Linked DNA regions of Mus musculus: regions 1, 3 and 4 are each linked to region 2. A link is a contact called in public Hi-C and HiChIP or PLAC-seq data. All regions are on one chromosome and are shown on one strand. Each heading gives the region's core, a stretch centred on a gene start, on an enhancer-like site or on the middle of the called end of the contact. The rest is flanking DNA. Distances are from core to core; before and after follow the strand shown.

Region 1 (5,674 bases), core at 1,695-4,194, 190 kb after region 2:
TGGCAATAGCATAAAATTCAGGCCTTTTTATACCATGCACAAATAGCTAAATGACTTTTTTTTTGTTTTGAATGAGTGAAGAAAATTGGGGATTTTAAGACTAGAAAACTCAAAGGAAATCATATAAACAGTGGTCGAAATGAAGTTAGAAACACTTTACAAAATTGAAAACTTGGTAAGTGAAAAGCTACTGTAGGCTTCCCAAGAGATGGTATCATGAGGTGGCCTATCACCATTGCTGCAACAATGCCAGCAAATGTGAGAGAGCCCAAGACAAGATGAGTGTCACTAAACAAATTTTGAATATGTTGGCTTCAAGAAGTTATCATTTCTTCCCTTAAGGTTATGAGGCCAGTGAAAAGGGGTGACAGCTTCAGATTCCACTATATGTAAGTCATAGCTGCTCGTGAATCCATGTCTGTACCTGTGTTAAACGGCTCAGGATCTCCATTAAGACGAAGGCTATACATGCATATGGATATACATACACATGGTGTGCATGCCACACACATAATTAAGGAAACAAAACAGAGTGAAACATGTAAACGGATGGGCAATTTGATCCTAGCTGTGAGCTTCCAGTGAGGAGCACTCAAAAGAGAGTACTATCCACAGTAAAGGCAAAGCAAGCTGGATCAGAGATGGCAGACCAGTGAACAATAATGTCACAGGAATCACACTTAGTTTTCCCAACTAGGCATTTGGAATTTGGAGTCATTTCCAGATGCTGAATATAAAGACTCATGGGATATTTAACATCTAGATTGCCATGTTTTATGTAAATAAAATACAAATACATATTAGAATCTTGTATCTCATAGGAATAAATAGTAAATATAGGTGCTATAAAAATTCAAGTACTTCTGAGAAATTGTTCATTGACCACAACAGTTTCCTGGGAACTGTTTGTAAAACACCTTCTTAGAGATTTCTTGCAAAGCTGTACCGTGTTCAGCTAATAATATCACAATCCTTTAGGAATGCATTGTAAAACTGCTGTGGAAGCATTCTGTTTTCCCTTTGGAAAGGAGATTCTAAAAAATCATAAATAACTAATCAGGCCAGTCTTCTGTCAGTTTTTAGGGTGATATGTTCCATTTTATTAAGTTGTTCAGCAGCTAAATGCATGTGTATGCCTGTTTTAAGGATGGAACCATTTCTGCTCCACTCTGAGTGGTAAATCTGTATTGGTTCTGTCCCTTGGTTAAAATACAGATTATAAGTCAATGCCTAAGATTAAAAGAAGAAGAAGAAGAGACCGGGAATTGCCTTGCACAGGAAAACAGTCAAGGGTATCTATCACCAAAGGTTTAGTTAGAGGTGATCTATCAAGCCACACTTGAGAAGAGCTTACTACCCAGTCATTGGGCTCACCGTGTAAATGGTATTTCCAGGTAGGACTACCATCTCCTTCCTGTTCCCAAGCAGAGTGCTTTTTTTTTTTTTACCCTTTCCTGTGGGATTTCTGGAGTCAACCCTTAGGACTGAGGAGAAGAAGTAGGGATAGTGGCCTCCTGTTCATTTAGCTTGTCCCAACATGATGAACTGTTCGTTCTTTCCATCCCGAATTGCCACACTCTGTTCAATGGTCTCTGCACTTGCTAAGATAGAGGCACGATCTAATTGCTTATATAACCCCACCACCACTGTTCGTTCTAAGCCTGTTGTGAGCTCTGCCTTATGGCTGCCAACCACAGCACCATCAGTACTGGTGCTGACAGCAGATGAATAGAAAGGAAGAGGTGGGAAGAAGAGCAAATAAACCCCACTAGTTTCTTCTCTTGTTATTTGCTATGGGTATTTATTCACTTATTTGTCTGTATGTCTGTCTTTACTTGAACAGGAGGTTTTTCTCTATCATCAACACGAGAAACTTTAACTGCAACCCATATCATAGTAGCTATGGGGAAAAAAAAGATCCCAGTGTCAGAGCCACAGGAGGGAGGGACATGGGCAGACCTGACCCATTTGGCTTGAAACCCAGCACCTCAAGGATGCTGTCAATCAATGTTAATCAGGAGACTCCAATCTAGTGGGTGGTTCTCTGAGTCAATAATGTGCTTTGAAATACCCTGGATTTTTACCATGATTATTGAAGCAAGAACTTCATGTCACTCGGTAACACACGGATGCTTGTCAATCCTGACAGGGACACAAAGGGAGGGATGGGGGGAAAAGACAACTCAAAGAGAGATGACAATGGGAAAATAGAACCAAATATTTTTCGCCTGCTGTTTTCTTCACAAGTACCAGGTGCTCTCTCAAACTGCACGTATGTTTTGAAATGTAAGTAGCCAAAGTAGTTTTCTTTCCTTCACAGCCATGAAACAAACCCCTAAAACAAGAGAAAGAACACGTTCAGTCCCAAGCACATCCCTGAAAGTAAATTTTATCATTACGCTTTTTGTTTTGTTTTGTTTTGTTTTGTTTTTGATCCTGTCCATACCCCTGCGCTCCCCCCCCCCCCCCCAGGAAAGGCCCCGTAATTTGTATGGTGGAGTGTGACAAGTGCTTCCTTGGAAATACGTGTTCTGCTTGACGAGCCTGAGACACGTTTTCTACAGTGGAGAGAACAGGACAATCTCTGTCTTTTCTTTATTTTTCACTAAAGACAGTGTGCCAGCCCGAAAGCCTACTCCATTTATTTCTCCTGCAGGGAGCCAGCGTGTTCCTTCTGGAAGATGCAGGTACTTAAAATAGTAATAGGCTTTGTGGTTTATAGAAAGTATTTCATCCCGAGATCTCAAAGGCATGGAGAATAAAATATAAACCAATGGCTCTTTCCAGCAGGCTCGGAAGAATTAACTGGGAAGGGGGATTGTCCCTACAAGAACAGAGCCCAGCAAGCTGCATTACCCAGGTATTCCAGGAAAGGAGGAGAGGCAAGTTCCAGTAGGATTTGGGCAGGGGCCCCAGTATGTTACTCCCCATTCCTAAGAACTTAAAAACCAGGGCTGAAGGAAAAACAAATGACATGTTTATCCCCCTTTTAAAGGAAGTTTCCAAAGCCCTGCAATCAGGAGAAAGGAACTGGGCAGCTTCCCAAATACTTATTTGTGAGTCACTGGGTTTACCATAAAAGTTTACTCTTCAATTTAACTTTCTTCTCTAATTTCTCAAGTCATTGCATGCCTTTTGGACATATTCAAACTTATCTCTAGAACTTGGGGAAAAGGTGAATTAATCCTAGGTATCTAGACAGAATTCAGGAAGCTTGTGGAAATCAACACCTATGGATGCCCAAGTGCTTGATATAAAATATTGTAGTGTTTATTAAAAAAAAACCAAACCACAGACATATCTCTGCATACCATAATTCATATCTATCCTCCTTACAATACCTAACAGGGTAAGTGCTCTGTAACTAGTTCTGGGGCTGTTTGGGAATAATGACAAGCAAAAAACCTACCTACACTGTTAGTACAGATGCGTTTTCAAACAGTGGTTGGTTGAATCCGTAGGTGCCGTACCTGACAGTGAGGAAAATCAACTGTAATCTGTATTGTGAGTTGTTTCAGGTGCCGCCCCTCCCCCCACCCCCACCACCTCCTCCCCCACCCCAGTCCCCCTTCATCCACATACACACACTTGGCCTTTTTTACTTTCTCTAGTTTTATGTATTCACTGCAGCTTTCTTCAGGGCACTGTTTGTCCTAAGCAGTGTGGCATTTGAAAGGGCACTGAGGATCATGCTAGGCATATTTGAAATCAGTCTGATAGCATCTAAAAGGCATAGGGGCAAAAAAGGGTAGGGGGATGACCAGCCAACCATGGCAATATTCACATATCGCACCACACCGTAGAGACTTCCCAGAGCTCAGCTGCACAGGGACACCATCTGCTCTGGCAGAAGCATCACTTGGCATTAGGGACCCTTGGTGTCTTTCCTTCAATTATGCTTATTTCCTACCCGGAGAGTGACCCAATGTTCCAAGGCCAGGTACAGCCATTATTACAATTAACCTCTTTTGACTGGTGTAGCTGGCTCAGCACGAGAGTGTGTGACTCTGAGACTGAAGGACTAGAGCCCATACCTTCAAAAGTCTAACTAGTCTGTACACAAAGATTCTGCAGAAATGACCCAACATGATTCTTGGTTTCAGGAATTCCTTAAATTCCCTTTCCAGGGTTCTGTTAGTGTGGACTTGGAGTTGGTATAACTTGCGCACCTTTGGTTCACTCTTGGTTACCATGAGTTAGAGTGAGCAGCATTCTCTGTGGTTTCAGCCCTTCCCTAGTCCCTGTCAGTATTCAACAAAGCAATTTAATCTCCCGGGTAAGTGACAGTTCTGCCCCTTGTAACTGGCATGGAATCTTTTTTTTTTTTTTAACTTGACTTGAGAGGTGAACTATCAGGAGAGTCTCAAGAAATCACACTAGCAAGTGCACTCATTAGTAAGCTGAATTGGTTTCAGCTGGATTGTTTGACTGTCCTCATCTCTTAGACTAGCTTCCCCCTCCCTCTCTCTTCCTTTTATCATCGATCCTGCTCACGAGACTTATTACCCACTCTGTGGACTGAGAACATCAGCCTCTGTTACTGGGCTATTCAAAACAGACACACATACCATACTACCCTGGCCCAATTCTGACAGTACCAGGTAGAGGGAGGAAGAAAGTGGGTTCTCCCGCTGTTGGCCAAACCCTTCTAAGATGATAGGAAGAAATAGAAGACACACAAGAAGAAAGCAAAGGTAAGTGACATAAACACAGCTTGTTAGCTACACAGCAGGCAAACTTATGGAAGTTTCTTCTGGAAGCGGTGTCCCAAGCAATAAAAATAAATAAATAAATAAGTAAAAGAATTGCCTGAAGGAATTGCTCTACTCTGCTCTGCCCCTCCCTTTCTCCTCCCCTCCCACTCCCCTCTCCTTCCCTCCCCTTCTTTCTCTTCTCTTCTCTTCTCTTCTCTTCTCTTCTCTTCTCTTCTCTTCTCTTCTCTTCTCTTCTCTTCTCTTCTCTTCTCTTCTCTTCCCTCCCCTCCCCTCCCCTCCCCTCCCCTCCCCTCCCCTCCCCTCCCCTCCCCTCTCATCTCTTTTCTTCTCCTCCTCTCCTTTGTATTCATTCATTCATCCATTCATTCATTAATTTCTGGTTTTTTTTAATATTTGTTTATTTATTTATTTGATAGGATTCCTCTGTAAAGCAGCCCCAGCTGTCCTGGAACTCTTTCTCTGTAGATCAGCATGGCATCTAACTCACAGAGGTCCACCTGCCTCTGCCTCCTAAGGGCTGGGATTAAAGACATCTGCTACCACACCTGGCTAATGCACATCTTTTACTGGGAGACTTACAAAAAGCAAAAGTTGAGGTTTAATCATTGCAGTGTTGGTGTTTTCTAGGCTTCTGTCTAGTATACTCTGCCCTGATCATGTACAGGGCAGCAACGTAGAGCAGGACCAGATTTGTGGCAGATCATGCAGTGATAGGTCTTTGTCCAGCACAATTTTGTACTTGGTACTTCCTGTCTGTGCTTTTAGAATCATGTCTGTGGTGGTTCTAGAATCTTGGTGCTCTAGTTATTTGCAGGAAACTAATTCCATTGCAAAAGTGCATGTAAGAGACTGAAGCATAGTCATGCAGTGTGCCCGTGGTTGCTGAGAGGGGAGCAGGGGATGACACCTGTGCCTGTTGCTACCTCTCTCCTTCTCAGTATCTGTGATGCAGGCTCCAG
Region 2 (6,254 bases), core at 190-2,689:
TGTTACAATATGAGAGTATTGTAACACAGTGTAGCTTAAAAAAAAAAAAACCAGAACAAGGTTGGCTTCCTGAGAGATGGCGGACTTCCCTTGTGCTAGCACATGGCTTACTGTTGTGATGTTTGCAGAGGTGAATAACCTTCTCCACGGCTTGTCCAGCTGATAGCCACTGTACTTACCCCACATTTGAAATAAAGAGAGGCTGATTCTGGCTTTCCTAGAGAATGCATGTGTGAACATGGATGTGCAGTTTGGAGCCTTTGGACACGTGGAGCAACTGAAGTCATCCCAAGTCTTATGGGGGTCATCTACTGTCTAAGTGGTAACCAGTAAAAGTTCTTTGCATTTGAACATAATTATGAGAACCTCTGGCTTCCTGTAGACACAGGGTCAGGTAAACTACAGGTGTCTTGATAACTCTATTCAGAGAAGAATTATTCCCCAAACGGGTACAGATTGATCGGGTTCATTGTAAAATTGCTCAGTTCCCCCCTCTTATAAATAAAAATCAGCCCACATTGTCATTCTCACAGCTTTTGGTAGGTAAACATTTCCCTCATCAAGCTATTCCTGGGGATGCCTGCCTACAGGACCAGCTAAGGCAAGAGGTGAATAAAATACACTCTTGAATTAAATATTGTCCCACATCGGACATGGGGACAAAAACACACCTGACGGTCAGCAAGCGTTCTTCGAACTAGCACATACAAGGATAACTATAAACTGTTTCATTTGGGTAGTCTTCCACTTGCAGAAGAAACACAAAGAACTGAAAACTAAAAATTTCAGCAAACTGGATCCAATAAAGAGCAAACAACCCGTTTCGATGTATGGCAGTGTCTTTAAAATTCAGAAATAAGGGATCCCCCCCCCACCCCCCCCACCCCCGGTCCTGTATTCCATGGGCGTTTCTTCTTACCCCTTGGTTTCGTATGTAAACTAGAAAATGAAAACCAGACCCAGTGACCCAAAGGGGATGAAGCATGTTTGTTTTGTCTATTATATTTCTCTGCTCACGCCTAGATGCCTTGCATCCCTGTCCCCCGTGTTTGAAGTCGAGAGCTGGGAACAGACATGAGATTGAGGTCCCAGGGGGAAGCCAAGTTCAGCCTGAGCTGGTGAACTCTCGGAGACTAAGGGCATATAACTCCGAGCTAAAGACGCTCAAGTATGACGTTTCTGTCAGGAGTGCAGAGACCCGTGTGCCTCCACAAACAGGTTTTCTTTGTGGTAGTCTGAACCAGCTGAGCGCCGTGGCAATTTTCCTTGAGTAACTAGTTCCAATGGACGACAGCGAGTTTAAACACGAGCCCCAGATTACAAAGTGTTTTCTGCCCAAAGTGTTTTGCTGGAATTTTTTTTGGGGGGGGGGAGACGACGGGGGGGGGTAGTGTGCCAATATTGTGAAACATTAGCAGGGTTTTGTAAGAGGCCAAACATAGGACAAAATAGGTGAGAGGGGAAAGCGGAGACACTGGAAGAGCAGCTCATGAAAAAATGTCTGTGCACCTAGTAGCTCGCAAAGAAATAGGGGGTAAGTGGGGGATGGCGTGGGAACACAAGGCTGATTTTAGGTCACTCGCTGGCAAGGTGTTCTGTCTACTGTTCGAATGGGTTTTAATCCTAGGCTGCTGTGTCATGTGCTTGGGACCTTAAGTAATTACTATTAAGAATGTCACAATAAACCGGAGCCATTAGAAGGATAGTGGAGATTTAGTCCCATAGTCAAGCGCTATAAACATGTGAGTGTAATTTAGGAATCCTTTCTGCGGCTGGGCCCCATAAAATGGCCTCTTTCCTCCCTGGCTTTCCAACGTCTCACCTGCAAAGCAGTAATCAGCGTAGTCATTCTTTCCAGCCGCCTTGTAATTTATCTGACTGCAGAGAACCGTGACGGAGGTAGATTGTGGTTGGGGCGGTGACCCGCACCTTTTGCTCTTTTTGTGTGCTTTGCGAGGGACTCGCCCATCTAACCCTGCCGGATTCTCTGTGCTGTGCAAGCAATTCTGCCTTCTCTGGAGAGAGACCAAGAGGCGGAGTTCAGAGTGGCGGCCAGCAGGGGGCGCCCTTGCCAGATAAGAACAGTTTTTTTTTTTTTTTTCTTCCCCCAATACCAACATAGCACAAACATCACACAGTCGCTATCCTGTCCTTTTAAATTAATTTGGCTCAAGATTGGCCCCCAGAAACATTTTGCTTTGTGTTCCCAGCTCCCGGGCCACACCTGTCTGACAAGTTCTTCCACATCACTGTTTCCAGCTTCCATCACCTTAGCTGCCAAATGGTCACCTTTTACTTAGAAACTGGAGAGTGGTTTTTTTTCTCTCTTTCTATATCACAGGTCAAGCTGAAGGGCACAGTCACCTGCAGGGAATGGGACCAAGTATGTTCACTGAGCATTTTGCTGTTTTACATGAGCTCACCAAGAAAGAATGTCTCTACGAGGGAAGGAAAAACCTGTTTCCTTAGAGTGGCCCACAGCTTGTTTTCTCTTGTCAGGGTGATAGCTCTTTGGTTCCTGCCAGTGGGTATACACTGGGAAAGGTGGGAAAAGATCCTGAAAATTCCAGGGGTGGGCGATTCTTCTAGCTGGGAGGACAGTGTCTGATTCCTAAGGGTGACTCAGTACAGTAATTCTGACAGTCTAAACAGCACGCACACACACAAATACATGAGTGTGAATGTGTGGTAGATGACAGTCTATCAGGGTGGTGACTAGAGGAAGCATTTTGTTTCTTAAAAGCTTGGCTTCCATGAACTTGGTGCTGGACCTTTATTGGATAAAGTCCTCCCACCCAGCCAGACAGCCAGACGTCTGCACAGGAAGAGTTCCCAGTGCACACCAGGGCCTGTTACCACAATCTAATGCTTTATCGGGAGAGCCTTTTCTCGACTGCCCGAGCCACTAGGATCCTGTGCCCTCTGCTCTGCTGGAGGACGAGCTGCCCTGACACTAGAACGACTGCCACTCTGGCTGAGGTGAGGTGGAGGGCAGAACCTGCAGCAGGGGATGCTGTACTCTGCTTCAGGCTCTGAGCCCTCCTCTGCTCCCCATCCTCTGAGGCTGGCTCCAGTTTTCAGCTAGTCCTCAGGCAGCCGTGATTCGCAAATCACTGCTTCCTGTTACACATTCTAAAAGGGAAAGAACACAAGGACCTTGAGAGCAGGTACTTAGCGCCGAGGCAGCAAGGTGAACTCATTGAGTCTCGGGTAGCTTTCAGGAGTCTGTGCGCAGTGAGTTTGTTCAGATGTTTAGTAGTTGGCAGTTATTTGAGGACATGACGTTTTCTTGCTTTTCAGCCCCTTGCAAGTCTTTAACCATTTCAGCTATCTAAAGAGAGAGTCACAACTCCTTTATCTGTTGGTTCTAGTTTGCTCATGTAAATGGCCTGGTTAAGGTAGTCACACATGTGCAAAATAAGGCCTCAGAATTAGTTTACTAAAAAAAAAAAAAAAAAAGAATGGCATTTATTTTCTGTCCCGGCACCCTGCTACTAACAGAGTCATTTAATGCCTGCTTCTCAAGCTCTTCTTCATTTTAGAAGTCATCTTTAGATGATGTCTTTCCCTAAGCCTCATTGTTCATGAGTTATATTGTGAATCCATTTGGACACTGACCAGGAACTTGGTATAATTGCTCACACACAAGTAAAAGCTTTCTCTGTGTATTAATTAGTTGATATAAGGGATTAAGATGGTTACAGGAAAGGCCTTGCTGCTTCCCCGGGAATAGTTAGGCCAGGTGGGTGCCAAGGCTTTGTCCGATCCCATTTGCTCAGCAGGTTCCCTTGATGAAGGCACAGAACATGTACAGCAGCGGGACTCCATGAGGCAGGAAAACACAGGGTCTTTTGGATTCACTGTTTCTGTTGATATGAAATGTGGAGTATTAATCAAGACTAATTACAAGCACTGAGTTTAGAACAAACTGGAGGGCAGCTCAGGGCATGGTTATATCTGTAATCATGGGCTGTAAGGTACCAGGATAATTACTAGAAATTAGAGGTCCTTCAGTTTTGGGTCTTCTCAAAAATACAGGAAGAGTTTCTCTCCCCTACCAGGAGCTGGGCCTCTGCTCTGAACTTGTGTTAAACAGATACAACATCTTTGAAATATGCCTTACACACACTGTGTCAAAATTTAGAAGTTATAGAAAGAATCCAGATAGTTCTAGCCTATCCTTCTCCTCTTTTGAACTTGAAATAAAAGTTGGAATATATTTGGTTGGGGTAGAATTTAATAGTTCAGTGCCCTTTACTCAAAGACTGTTTCGTGGAATATTATATTTTTTTAAAAAGAAAATATCTACAGTCTTTTATATGAATAAGTTTACCATCACGTCTTTTATTTGAAAAACAGTAGTGTGTAATTGTTTCACAGTGTGGGTTTCAGACTGTAGCTGCCATTTCTGTGGTGGCCCCTGTGTTTTTAGAGGAACCTCCACATGCCTTTAATCCCAACACTTGGGAGGCAGAGGCAGAGGCAGAGGCAGAGGCAGAGGCAGAGGCAGAGGCAGAGGCAGAGGCAGAGGCAGAGGCAGAGGCAGAGGCAGAGGCAGAGGCAGGCAGATTTCTGAGTTCAAGGCCAGCCTTGGTCTACAGAGTGAGTTCCAGGACAGCCAGGGCTACACAGAGAAACACTGTCTCGAAAAACCAAAAAAAAAAAAAAAAAAAAAAAAATAATAATAGTAAGAGGAGCCTTCTAAAAAGCCACCTGCAAGAAGAGGAAGTAAGGGGGTGGGGAGAGAAGAGAAGGGGAGGGAAGGGGTTCATCTCAAGTGTAGGAAGCTCCGCAGCCAGGTTGCCTGCAGTCTGTTGCAGGTCTGTGTAGGTCTGTGTAGGTCTGCAGTCCGTCCTAACCGCACTAATGTCTGTGCTTAGAGAAGAAGCACAAAACTCTTGGCCCTGGCCCCACTTCTGCCCTCAAGGACAGGACCCCTGGCTCTTGTGGCTGTCGTCTTGTGTTCACGACAGCTGCTGTCTAATTTGCCAGGAGGTTTTTATGAGAAGTTCTTAAAGGAAATGTCATTTCTGTTAACTTCAATGGAGTTGGCTTTGGCTGTGAGCAGTCGGAGCTCTGACTTATATGTGCACTTGGGCCCAGACTGGCATTAAGTGGATGAGCAGAGACTTAAAGGTACATATGTACCACCCTCATGCTGGCACGAAACACAGTGGCATGCTTTATGAGTGTGTGTGTGTGCGTGTGTGTGTGTGTGTGTGTGTGTGTGTGTGTGTGCACACGCACATGTGCTCATGCTTAAGCTTAGAGAAAGGACTAGGTCAGTAGGCTGCAGGGAATTGTGGGAGAACTAGCAATTTTTATGACATCCTCTTTTGTCTTGACATGTCTAGAAACAGGTGGATTTATAAGAACACAGAGGGCTTATACTAATTTTATAAAAGTGAAGGGCTTTACATCTAAGATACACTCAATTTGTTTACTTGCGTGTGCGTTTGCTTGCTTGTTATTTGTGGTGCTGCAGGTTGAGCCCAGGTTCTTGAACTTGCTGTGTAAGTATACCATTTCTTCACTAGGCTCCAAGCCTGTATGGTTGAATTTTACCTACTTCGGAAGTAGCTGATTTCAGCCTCACACAGACTCGGACCTCTAATAAATTCAGGCTTATTCATGTTGCTGCTTGACTCTTTTACATCGAACAATTCTCCCCATCATCTCCTGGTCCATGTCTAGCTGTGCTGAGAGGGGCTTCTGTATCTGCTGACCTGACAGCTCCAAGGAGCCCTGAGAGAAGTCACTGCATGTCTCAGGCATACCTGAGACTGGAGCTGGTGGCCTCTGTGGCTTCCTTCTGTCCTTATGGGTTTGTTCTTTTACAATTTTATCACTTAGGTGTTAATACAGTGCTGTGTTAAACCGCTCTCCCTGGCTCTCTTTAGTGTTTTACTTTTTCCTCATAATCTTTACCTTGCCCCCCACCCCCCATGGCTTCCCAATTAAAACGCATTCACCCTCTCACACACACTTATGCACACACACTCACATACATACACTCATGCACACACTCCCACACATGCACTCACACACTTATGCACATACTCCACACACACGTACACATACTCCACACACACATACACATGCACTCACACGCACTCACACACATACTTCACACATACACACACATACTCTATACACACTCATGCACACACATTCACACATACATTCACAGACACACTCATGCACACACATGCACTCACACACATATTTCACACACTCACACACACATACTCCAC
Region 3 (5,553 bases), core at 932-3,431, 150 kb after region 2:
CACACATATATGTACATGTATATGTATACACACATGTATATGTATATGTACATGTATGTGTGTATATGTGTATATATATACATATATATATATATATACAATTTTTAAAATGTTATTATAAAATCAACTCCTTTTACATAGTAATAAGCTGCTTAGACAAGGATAAAAACCAGAAACATGGAGACCAGAAGCAGGAAGCTAGCGGGTGTGCAGCATTCATTTCGGGTTAACAAATGTGGAAGGCAAAGCTATTTCTGTAGAGAGAGGAAAGGAAAGTCACTGAGCCTGGCATCCGTCATACAACCCAAGGTTGTCAGAGGCGCATGAAGAAGCCAACGCCTGTTGTTCGTGACCTTTGGGGCTTGATCGCTTGTTTTCCTCTGCCTGATGTCAGAGCCTGTATCTAAATGGAGTGATGATTTGGTTATGATTAAAGGTCAACAAGGATGTGTATTTAATCACCATTTACCACTCATAAATCGGGTTAGACAGCAGTCATTTTAAAACCCCAATAATATGCTCTGATTCCTAGAAAATAAGTCTATTGTCTCATCTCCCTTTAAAAAAGACTTTGTGTTGAGAAAAAAAAATTTCACAATGGAGACACGTGGGCCTGGGGTGCACCTCACTTAGGTATGTTTAACTGGGCAATACATCTCAACCTTGGCCTGAAGGTACCCATCTATAAATGAGCCACCCGAAGTGCTAGTTTAATAAATGGTATTCTTAATATTGATATCCGAGAGGCAATTAGTTACTTTCTTAGTTCTATCAAAATTAATGGTTACTTCCATGACAAATCTTTATGGGTACTTTAAATTATACATTTGCGTATGTCAGAAATAGTTCCTATCATCAACCAGTTTGAAATACAGTAGTCGTCAGAAATAGCTCACTGTCATTTACACACAAGTACATTTTTCTCACAATTTTTATAGTATCAAATGTGACCGAAATGTATTAATTCAGTTCAAAAGGCATTAATTCAGTTCACTGGCTTCATTTATTTTTCTACAGTGGTAAAGATGTAGAAATATCATTCGGCTCACTCAGAGAAGCATCGCTTGGTTCAAATCCAAGTCTGGAGTGGTCAGATGAATGCGTACAAAATATTTTCAAGGTCTAACTAGAAAATTACTTTACCGTTGGCAGGATTTGCGCACTGATTTTTCTCTCATAGAGTGTCTCATACCTGAAAAACCATAGAGAAATATTCTTTTTCCCTAAATTGAGAAACTCAGCTGTAATCTAAATGAAATGGGATAAATTATCTTTTTCACAATTATCCATTAAAGAGAGAATTAAAATTAATATTAATCACAGATGTTTCATCAGGCTTTATTATCAGCCAGATTGACTGCCAAAGTGCTTTCTGGAAGACATTTTCTCTCCATCCCCCACCTGCTACTCAGAACAAACTGTTACTCTGGGTCCTTAGATAAAGATTAATGCTTTTGGCGATTCGTTTGAGGAAATCCATATTTTACTGTACATTCCACTTCAGTTCAAGGCACCACTAAAAAGCATGGTTTGTCACTTCACTGATAAAATTATGCAGTAGAGACATATGGGATGATATTTCTTTCTATCACCATCAGAAACTGGCTAATCAATAAGTCTCCCAAGGTTGGTATCACCCAACCCAAGTTGTTTAAGTTTCAGCAAGACTTGTCAGAAGGAAAAAAAAAATGCCTGTGTTTAGGAGATGCATACGCGTTGCATGCATTATTTCACAGGCAATCTCTCATTAGCTTGCCATGGTTAGTTTTACTAGAGTATATTATATAAAATAGGTTTTATTGTGAAAATTTCGTATGTACATATAACACATGTTGGCCAATTTTTCTTCTACTTTCCTGGCTTATTATTACCCATCCAACTTAAGTTTGATACTGTTTTAATTTTGAGGCTGCTTCCTGAAGTAATTGCCAACTATTTGGCCCTTGTAGTCATTGTGAATGTTTCCTGGTGTCTCTGCCATTTGCAAAGGGCAGTATCCACCAGTGCTATGTCCACTAATTAAGTTCCTCTGCATGGAAACAGTTTTTATCAGTTCCAGCAACGTCCACAACCTCCCCATTACTCTAGAAAGAACTTGCTTCTGTTAACCTGATCTCACTGGATGGGGAGGATTAAAGTCTGGGGATCTAGAACGTGGCATGTCTCATCAAGTCATAGTCATGTGCTTTTCTTAACTGCAGTATTTCCACATTCCTGAGTGGTTGCACTCAGGAATCAGGGTCATGGGAGGATGGGTTTGATTGGCATCTATGCCTGTCCTTTGGCAAGAATAAAGAGCACCATGATTGTCAGCCCCAAGAATTCATGGAATACGGCAGAGACAGTTTTTCAACAGGCTTTTTTGTTTGGTTTTGTTTTGTTGTTGGTGGTGGTGGTGGTGGTGGGTGTTTTGGTTTGTGTTGTGGTTGTTTTGTTTTGTTTTTGATGGTTTGTATTTTACCCTAAGTAAAATAGGTAATGGTGCCAAATGGACTGAAACAATTAATGACCAAAGCGAGTGTGCACTTCACCAATGAACTCTACTGTAAAACGCCAAGTGCAGTGGTTCAGAACCTCTGAGAAAAATCTATTTAAGTTACTTGAGTGCATCTGAAGCAGGGCATCAACTCCTTTAGGGTTCTCATTTGTCACACGGTAATATTCTTTACACAGTACTCTTGTATTTGCCTAATACCTTTCCAGGATTAACTGAGGTCAACCCATTAATGATACTGGTATGCATGCTTCAGTTAGGATTTCTCTCCCATTTAATTGCTTTTCCTTCCTTTGATAGAGGTGGCATGAAATGAACAAAGACTCTGAGACAAAGAAAGAAAAGCCTTTTGTTTCTAAGGTCCTTTAATTGGCATCTGTGGAATATAAGAAAGGCAGTTGTTAGGCGCCTGGGTTCTGGGTGCAGGATCTCAAAGGTTCACTCAACCTTGACATCTTCGGAAGTTACTCTAGGGTGTGGATGTGTAGAGCTTCCCTCATCTTAGTCACTGATAATCCAGACAGGAATAACCGGCGTCATCTTGTCTCTGTGAGTTCAGGTCTGAGGTTGAATATGGTGACACTCATGGTAAAGACGCTTTCATCTACATGATACCATTTGCAAATCCATCCAGGTTGCTGAAGACTTTAGTCAAACGTTCCCACACAGAAATGCCCAGTGTCTTACACTCAAACCTGGCAGGGAACTTAGCACCTTGAGCTATGCTCTTCAGTTGAAAGAAGACTGGATGATAATTTCAAACTCCGTCTCTCACTCTTGAAAAGTTAAGGTGCTGAGTGTTCAGACTGCACATGCTCTCCCTTTGCTGGAAATGCAGTGGTGTAAGGAAAGGAAGAAAAGATGGCAAAGGATGGGGAGAACTGTGCCCATCAAGAATCCAAGAAATGCAGCACCTCCCAAGCCTCCCAAAACTTGGGCAAGAAGAGTCTTGCTTGCAAAAGTTTGGTCTAGCAGACATCAATGACAACAAAGTCCTGATGTTGATAAATACTTTTAAATTCGGTTTTCCACTCCAAGGAAACTTTCTAACTGCAGCAGAGCATAGAGGATGTAGCATTGGTTTTCTCTCTTTGAGGGGATGTTTAGAGGTCTGCATGGTTTTTAAACAAGTATGACATGGGACAATTATGACTTTACAGAAGACAAATGCCAGAGTGGCTGCTCCGTTTACAAAAATGGGATTGTTGTTAATAGTCCCAGAGCCTTTTGGGCAATGCTTTTATTTCTTAAAAGGTGGTTTACATGTGCTTTTCAGAACCAGAGTACTTACTAGAAGCCAAAGGAGTTGTCTGTTTTAAGCAACTGTAAGAGGCTAGAAGAACATTTCTTTGAAGGAAAGGTAAAATTCTCCTCGGTACCCAAGAATTGGATTTAAAAAAAAAAGATTATAAACTTATTCCTTAATACGAGGATGGTGGTAGTAATTTGTAGTTTGTTCATGTGGCAATGTAATGTGATGAGGATGTACTGTAGGTAATTGCAGTGGTGCTGTGGCATTGTTTACAACTGTAATTTCTGTAGTGGGGTGTGGCGGTACATATGCTATGGTACAATAGTGTAGTGTTGTGTGTTTTGTGGCAATATAATAGTAATGTGCGTGTGTTGTTTCATGATGATATGATGGCAATGTGTGTATGATGTTTCATTGTGGTGGCACATGTGTGTATTATTTTGTGGTGTGGTATGGTGGTGATGATATATATGTGTTTTGTAGTAGTGATGTAGTGTGTCATTTATGGTGTTATAATAGTGGTTTATGTATTGTTTTTCAATACAGTCGTGTGTGTGTGTGTGTTGTTTTGTGGTATGGTCCATGTGTGTTGTGTGGGGTGGTTGTGCTAATGTTTCAATGTGTATGTGTTGTTTGGTGCTAGCAGCATATACACATTATTTTGCGTGGTGGTATTATGGTGATATGTGTGTTTTGTGGTGTGCTATGCTGGTGTGTATGTGTTTGCTCTTGGTGGCAATGTGGATCACTTATTGTCATAGCTGGTAGCAATGAGTCTGTGTTGTTTGGTGGTGATGCTTTTGTTGTTTGTGGTGTAGTGTGTTTATGGAAGTTAAGTGGTAGCAGTAATATGTGTGTGTTGTTTTCTGTTTGCCACTCTGGCCTTGGCTGAAGTTACACAGGTGTAGATATATTTTATACTGTGTAGACAGTGGGCGCTGGTAGCTACTTATAAGAAATAAGAGTTCTGTGATTTCATTAGTATTTCAAATTAGTATCATAGACAGCTCCCACTTTTCACCCCTGCGCTTTCTAGAAATAGAGTCATAAAGTGGATGGTTGTAATATGCCTCCCATTTTCCTTCAGGACTAATGTCTTAATTGAGGCTGTGTCTCTGGCCGTATATTTGAGAAGAAAATAAATCATCCCAGTGACCAACCCCGCATCAGCGTCAAGGATGCGGCAGCCATAACTTTCTGCAGTTATTTAAAATAGTAACATTATATTCCTTTCTATAAAAGGGACATCAGTGAATATTATCCACATGGGTTTTCCATGCTCTGAGAAGTGTGGTCAGCCAAACTGTTTCACAAATTTCAGCAGAGGTGCCTTATAATAATTTCATTAAGCGTTTAATTCCTCGTAAGTTGTTTGTTATTCAAAAGTGGCTTAGGGGATGCTCACTTGGCTCCAGTTTTGTCCTATGGAGTTGGATGACTTTTCTTTTGCTAAGAGGGTGCTAGTCAGTCCCTAGCCTTCCCCAGCGCATGCAGGTACAGTCCAGGGGTCATGCTCAGGTATTATCCCTCAGGAGCCATCTTCTTTGCTCTTTGACACTGGGCTTCTCATTGGCTGGGAACTTACCTCCTAAGTTAGGCTGTCTGGCTCATGAGCTGTAGAGATGGACCTTTCTTCACCACCCCAGAACTGGTATTTCAAATGTGCTTCCACCATAACTGGCTTCTTTTATCTGGGTTCTGGGAGCAAGTGCCTGCATTCAGTGACCCATCCTACTAATCTGCTTCCAATTTCTTAGTTTTTCTTTTAATATAATATTTTCCTAATTGAGAATTTTATATTATATGT
Region 4 (5,896 bases), core at 3,144-5,643, 230 kb after region 2:
ACCCTGACTTATTTCATCAGTCACATGATCTTTAATCTGTGAACTGGCGCTATGCGGGGGAATGGGAGGTGAACTGATCTGTCTCTGAGTTTTTGCAGAACCCAGACAGCAAATGTGATCTGAAAGCCTTGGTGTGGTTGAGGGAGGCATCTGTTTCTTGGTTCCAGTTGGGTTCTTCATCATCAAGTCCTCTCGATCACTTTCTTAGTTTTATCTTAGCACTTCACACAGATGTGTCACAGCCTTTGTAAACGCCAAAGCATTAACCGGAAAACATTAATTGATCGGATGTTCACTTTTCCTGATGTACACGCAAGTGAGGAGGGTTTGGTGAGGCCTCATTAAGAAACGATTGGTACACAAGTTAGTTCAGCCAAAACTAAGGGGCAGAGCACCACTGTAAATGTCATGACTCTTCACCTACAGACCAGTGTTTCCTTTCGGTAGTGGATATCTATTTTATTAAAGTCAACAAAGCAAAATTCAGACATCAGGATGTTTTTCCCAAGCACCGCTAGCTGAGTACGGCGCCAAGTATAATGGAAAGCTGTTGACCCTCTTTTGACATAGTCTCTGCTCAAAGGACCCTGGGACAGTCACTGTATTCCTCATTAAGGAGCAGAACTTAATGGCTGAAGCTTAAGCTGACCATCACACCACATTTCTTTCCTTCTTTTTTCTTTTTAAAAAATCGTTAATTAATATTACATCATAATTGCTCCTTCCCCTCCCTTCTTTCCTCACAGTCCCCCCTCCTCTCCTAGATATCTCCCACCCTTTCTCCTCAGAGCAGGGGAGTCCTCCTATGGGTATCAACCCACCTTAACATCAAGTTGCAGTAGGACCACGTGCATCTTCTCCTATTTAGTCTAGACAAGGCAGTCCAGTTAGGGGAAAGGGATCCAAAGGCAGGCAACAGAGTCAGAGACGGTCCCTGCTCCTGTTGTTAGGCATACCCCATTTCTTTATCAGGTATATTTAACCTAATGTAAGCTAAGTTCATTCACTAGCTTGTTTGCCAGATGGCTTGAATGCATGGAAACGTAGAGACCAGAGCTTCTGGCAGCCATGTAAAACGGTGAGGACACTGAGGCTGTCAAGTTGAGAAGGATAAAGACGAAGCAAAGACAAACATTTCCAGGCTCAGGATCAATCCTCGTTTGAATCCAGAACACATCTGTCTCATTCAGTTCTGTGAGCCAGTATCTTTCAAGTTTTTCCTAAGCAAATTTGGGATTTTTGATAAATCACAATTGAATGAATACTAATCACAAACTGTGAAAAAAAAAGTGGAAAAGGGAACCCAGCGTATTCAACTCCATGTCTTCAAAGTGTTAAAGTGAGAACAGGACTGCCTCCCAACTCACCTTGCTTACCATTTTTATTTTTGCTATATAGATTGTCGGTGGCTAGCAGAAGTTCCCTTACATTGTCATCAATGTCTGTTAACGTGTTGTCCTACAAACCTGGCTGAGTCCGTGGGATATCCATCCCAGCCAGTCTCCTTCCATGACATGACGAAGGTTGAGTCAGCCTAGAGGCTGAGCTGAGCTGGTTCTTTGTCTCACTTGAGAACCTGAAACGAGAGGATCAAAGACAGGTGAGCAACCAGACTGCAGGTCATGCTGAGCCCGCTGAGAGTGTCCAGTGGTGTGATATTGACTGGCAAACACAAACACACATGCAGAGAAAGGAACACGGGGTGTGAACAGAGGAGACAAGAGGAGAGAGGGAAGAACAGCCAACTGTCAAAGTCATCGAAGTTTCTTAGCTCCCACTTTCCCGAAGCTTGAGTGAGACATGCTCAGGACAGACATGACGTCAGGCCCTAAAGGCCATGCTAAGGATAGTTTGGACAGACATTTTGAACTGCTTATATCCAGTAATGACAGTGTAAACTTGGGAATATTTATAGCAATTTTCTGTTTCTTGAAAATAAGTCTTCCCTAGCATTGTAAAGTAGCTTCAGCATTTTCTAAGTCAATATCACATAAAACTGTTTATGTATAAGAGTTGTAAAATTGGTGCTTTCTTTGAAACATTATTTTAAAATTTTATATATTTGCTTACTGTGAAAAAAATTAAGGAGACATACACTATATTAGTGAACTCACATACTTTATGCTATAAAGATTATGGAGGCAGGCTCCATGGTCAATTTTATTTTTTGCGTTTTGTATCACTTATATGACACTGAAAGCAACCACACCCATGAATTGGGTACAAAAGGACGATGATTTTAGCAGTGCATTCTGGAACCTTAGGACTTTCTTCAGATAGTTGAAGAAACTTCAAAGGGGGCAATGATTATTTTCCCTCAAAAGGTTTGGTTTTTATCAAAGAGCTAAAACATCTGCATTCTTTATCACAAATTTTAAAAAAAGCTTACAGAACATAGAACATATCAGAATTTGTTATTGTATCACAAGTTCTGGGTTGGGCTCTCTGCTAGTGCCCAGCTGAGAGGATGCTCATGGACTGGTTTCAGCACTGATGTATCTATCCGCTGAGTCCAAAAAGCTGTGCACAGAAAGCAGGGCATGCTTAGGCTGAAGTCCCCACTGCCATAGGTCACCCTGTGCAACGTGCATATGGGGACCTGCTCATTTTATTATTTTGGTTTTTTTTTGGTTTTTTTTGTTTGTTTTTTTGTTTTTTGTTGTTTTTTGAGACAGGGTTTCTCTGTGTAGCCCTGGCTGTCCTGGAACTCGCTTTGTAGACCAGGCTGGCCTCGAACTCAGAAATCCGACTGTCTCTGCCTCCCAAGTGCTGGGATTAAAGCTGTGCACCACCACCGCTTGGCTTAAGTAGGTTTGTTTTTAAGACAGGGTCTTGGTATGTAGCCCCTGAAATTTGTAGTGCAGAACAAAATAGTTTTGAACTTGCAGGAGGCTGGCTCTCTTCCTTTCCTGGTGCTGGGATTACAAGTATGCACTCTCTTCCCCATAAGTATGATGTATGGTTGTGGTGTCTGTCTTATGTTTTTCCTTGTCTGTCCACAGCTGTATGACTTTTTCAACTTTCCACATTTGTTCTTATTAGCAGCAAATAATAATAATAATAAAGTTTTGAGATTTCCGACCTTGTGCTAATGAACATTTCTAGGCGTCTCATATAATTTACCGAGCACATTATCACATCTTTGTATTTATTTCTGTAGTGTCTATAAAAGGCCAGTGAAACCAAGAAGAAACTGTTGCCTGCTAAGGTAGTTTGTGGTGTTGGAGACACAGGTCAGTTGGTAGAGGGCTTGCCAGCACATACTAAGGTCTGTCTTCGAACATATTAAAAAGCCTAGAGTGGTGATACACTCTTGCACACTTGAAATTCCAACACTTGGAAGGTGGAGACAGAAACATCAGGAACTCAAGGTTCCCCGCAGCAGCTATGTAGTGAGTTGGAGGCTAGCCTGGGCTACAAGAACCTTATCTGGAAAAGGAAGTTCTTATTTTAAGATATTTATTATGTAGTAAGGGAAAAAGCCAACTTCCTCCCAAATTGTCTCATACCCTGACTGTAAGCTTCAATCTGCTTCCCTATCTTTTTTTGCTAACGTGGTATCTGTATAAGAGTTTTGCCTGATTATTTTTGAATGGCCAGATTTTAAAGCACTGTGAAACATGGAGTAGGTACTCAGGGTTTCTTCATTCTTTTTGACAATGCAGGCAGAGAAAGCAGCACAAAGCTTAATTCTCAGTGGTCTTAGCTAGATGAGTCTATAAATTGAAAGTAATATAGGTCAGTCTTGCTGAAGGTGGAAGCTGGTGGTTAGCTTGTGTTTCTAAAGTATTATTATTTAGCATGTGGCTTCCTTCAGATCTTTAAAAAAATCTGATTTTCAAGAGTTCAAGAGTTCACTTGTCTCCCTTAGACCTCTAAGGTTTTTCAGGTTCTCTAATTTGTGCGATGGCACTGCATTGTCAATTGGTGATTCTGATGTCAGTTGCATCTCCATTTTATTTGCGCTTGTTCTAAACTGTCCACTCACTCTCTTGGGCGTCCCGAGAGCTTATGGCAGTGGACAAACTCACTGTGTTTTGCATGGGTGTGTAGGATCATTAACATTGGCCCATTTTCAGTAGATGCCATGGTTAACTTAAGTTTTATTTATTCAGTGACTGGCCTGTTAATTAGTTTCTTTGCACTATCTGGAATTTGGGTGTGGATGGAGTTAAAAGAAAAAAACAAGGCAAAACCCCCTGAGATGGCAAAATAGTGAAGCAGAAACTACATTTACACCTTAAACCTATCTAGTTACTATCCAGGCTGTGATCTGTTCAGAACCTCTCTAAAGCTACCTCATAAACACAAGGACTCCTGTCTTTTAAGACCCTCTTTGATTGGATGGTCAGCTTCCTTTGTCACAGGGATTAGCTCATTGCTTCCTTCTGTGTTCCCGAGGTGCCACGCCCCACCCTAACAGGGAGCCTTTGTGTCTCCAGGCCAAAGTCTTACTGTTGTGCTCAAGTGCTGGATCATTACCAAGGGCGAAACTCTGAAAACTTTATGGGAATGCTGATGCTGGAAAAGCTCCAAATGGAAGAATGCAATAGGAATATTGTCTGAGCGTAATAAGGATGCGGTCTGAAATATCAAGGAGCTATTTGGTTTCATAATCACAGCTGTCGGGTTTTCCTAATTTACCTACTTGAGCCAAATGTCCACTCTGATGAGTGATCCTGTTCGAATTGGGAGAAGGCCCTGGGTATAGTGATCTCTAAGAATACATTAAGTTCCTTGCGGGTCAGATAAAGGCCTATGGTGCATTCTCTTCTTGTAAACGTTTTTGTTAACATCCTGACCCTCAGTATCTGTAGATTTGACCTTATGTATGATTAGGATGTATTAAAAAAAAATGTGTTGAGTTAAGATGCTGCCTCTAAATGTTTATCTGATACAAAGTTGTCAGCTCCAGAAATCATGGGCAAGAAAAACAGACTCGGCAGGCTGGGTTTGTATATTTACACGTGTATATAATATATGCATGTATATGTAACAATTTGGCATCAATTTGAGCTGGAGAGTGGGGAGACGTGGAGAGGAGAAAGACAGGGAACACTGGGGGAGTTGGAAGGAGAAACGGGAAGAGGAGTGGAATAATTATCTTTTAATTACAGATATATGTTTCTAAAAGTCGGGATTATGCCAGACTTGATTGGGATGATCCTTAATCCAAGTCGTGATAAAAAGATAGACAAAGAAACAGATACATAGCAGAGGAATCACTGGCCTTGTTTGTCTGAAAGCCAATAACCACCCATGGTCCCTGGTATCACTGATGTGGAAATCATGGAAGCAATTAGTTCTCTCCAGTACTCTCGGGACACCATCCACGCACCGGCTTCTCCACTTGGGGCTTTCAGACACCTGGTTGGGGGAAGATCGATTTCTGTTGTTCTATCCACCAACCTCAGAGTAATTAGTTATTACAGTCCTAAGATTGCTATGTGAGGATGAAAATGGAGGTGATGTGACCCTGACCTTCTTAGCCATTATATTTCCATCTCTTGCCGACACCCCACCCCCAGACTGTTGCATTTCACAGATAACATACCTTTTAATGTTTTATGTTTTCTTCCTTTATTATCTGGCAGAGAGGAACAATACGGGCTCCCTCGAGTCTTAAGTTAGCTGAACTACCTGGCACCTTTCCCTTGGCCTGTCTTGAAATATCTGACTCCTGAGAAGGGCTCACCCTTGGCCTTCCATCTTCAGGTGGACCCATCCCTTCCTCTTCCTTCTCCCACCGTCTCTATGAGAATTGACTTGACTAGTACTATATCCCCTGGATTCATGATATCTGCCAGCAAACATGACATTTGATCTGCCAGGTAAATAAATATTAGGTCACTGTGTAAAGAAAGGACCATTGCTGAGTTAAGATATACGGTCATGT

Evidence for each region. Hi-C and Micro-C count contacts between places; a contact is called where the count stands out from the background. HiChIP or PLAC-seq counts read pairs in DNA pulled down with a chosen protein or histone mark.
Region 1: a Hi-C map of uterus shows a contact between it and region 2, with 2.0 times the contacts expected there. The contact joins two enhancer-like sites. A contact is called at or near these places in 5 of 39 promoter capture datasets (the 3T3-L1 cell line, cranial neural crest, hippocampal neurons and 1 more), 6 of 484 Hi-C or Micro-C datasets (the C2C12 cell line, the N1E-115 cell line, adipose-derived mesenchymal stem cells and 3 more) and 1 of 9 other capture datasets (embryonic tail).
Region 3: a Hi-C map of epidermal suprabasal cells shows a contact between it and region 2, with 1.8 times the contacts expected there. The contact joins two enhancer-like sites. A contact is called at or near these places in 5 of 484 Hi-C or Micro-C datasets (epidermal suprabasal cells, granulosa cells, muscle stem cells and 2 more) and 1 of 115 datasets of contacts at active chromatin or transcription factors (heart atrium).
Region 4: a contact with region 2 is called in a FOXA1 HiChIP or PLAC-seq map of pancreatic cancer cells. The contact joins two enhancer-like sites. A contact is called at or near these places in 3 of 484 Hi-C or Micro-C datasets (cardiomyocytes, pancreatic cancer cells and ventricular fibroblasts) and 2 of 115 datasets of contacts at active chromatin or transcription factors (heart atrium and pancreatic cancer cells).

What each region holds. Positions count from the first base shown.
Region 1 is chr17:62,596,256-62,601,929 of GRCm38.p6, reverse strand. No RefSeq gene overlaps it. Among named protein-coding and RNA genes, the nearest start is that of Gm25800, 140 kb to the right of the region's middle. Within about 2 kb of position 2,944, at least 21 of the 459 cell types and tissues checked have an H3K27ac peak or open chromatin away from gene starts, as enhancers often do. A contact at or near this core is called in uterus, where this site is marked.
Region 2 is chr17:62,779,911-62,786,164 of GRCm38.p6, reverse strand. All of the region lies in intron 1 of Efna5 (ephrin A5), which reads left to right. Gm52303 (a long non-coding RNA gene) reads right to left here. Exons shown (of 2, transcript XR_003952355.1): 1 at 1,823-6,254. Gm46583 (a long non-coding RNA gene) reads left to right here. Exons shown (of 2, transcript XR_001782160.2): 2 at 1-5,636. Among named protein-coding and RNA genes, the nearest start is that of Gm52303, 4.8 kb to the right of the region's middle. Within about 2 kb of position 1,439, at least 144 of the 459 cell types and tissues checked have an H3K27ac peak or open chromatin away from gene starts, as enhancers often do. A contact at or near this core is called in epidermal suprabasal cells, pancreatic cancer cells and uterus, where this site is marked.
Region 3 is chr17:62,631,824-62,637,376 of GRCm38.p6, reverse strand. The region is part of intron 2 of Efna5 (ephrin A5); the gene reads left to right. Among named protein-coding and RNA genes, the nearest start is that of Gm52303, 140 kb to the left of the region's middle. Within about 2 kb of position 2,181, at least 4 of the 459 cell types and tissues checked have an H3K27ac peak or open chromatin away from gene starts, as enhancers often do. A contact at or near this core is called in epidermal suprabasal cells, where this site is marked.
Region 4 is chr17:62,555,963-62,561,858 of GRCm38.p6, reverse strand. No RefSeq gene overlaps it. Among named protein-coding and RNA genes, the nearest start is that of Gm25800, 100 kb to the right of the region's middle. Within about 2 kb of position 4,393, at least 14 of the 459 cell types and tissues checked have an H3K27ac peak or open chromatin away from gene starts, as enhancers often do. A contact at or near this core is called in pancreatic cancer cells, where this site is marked.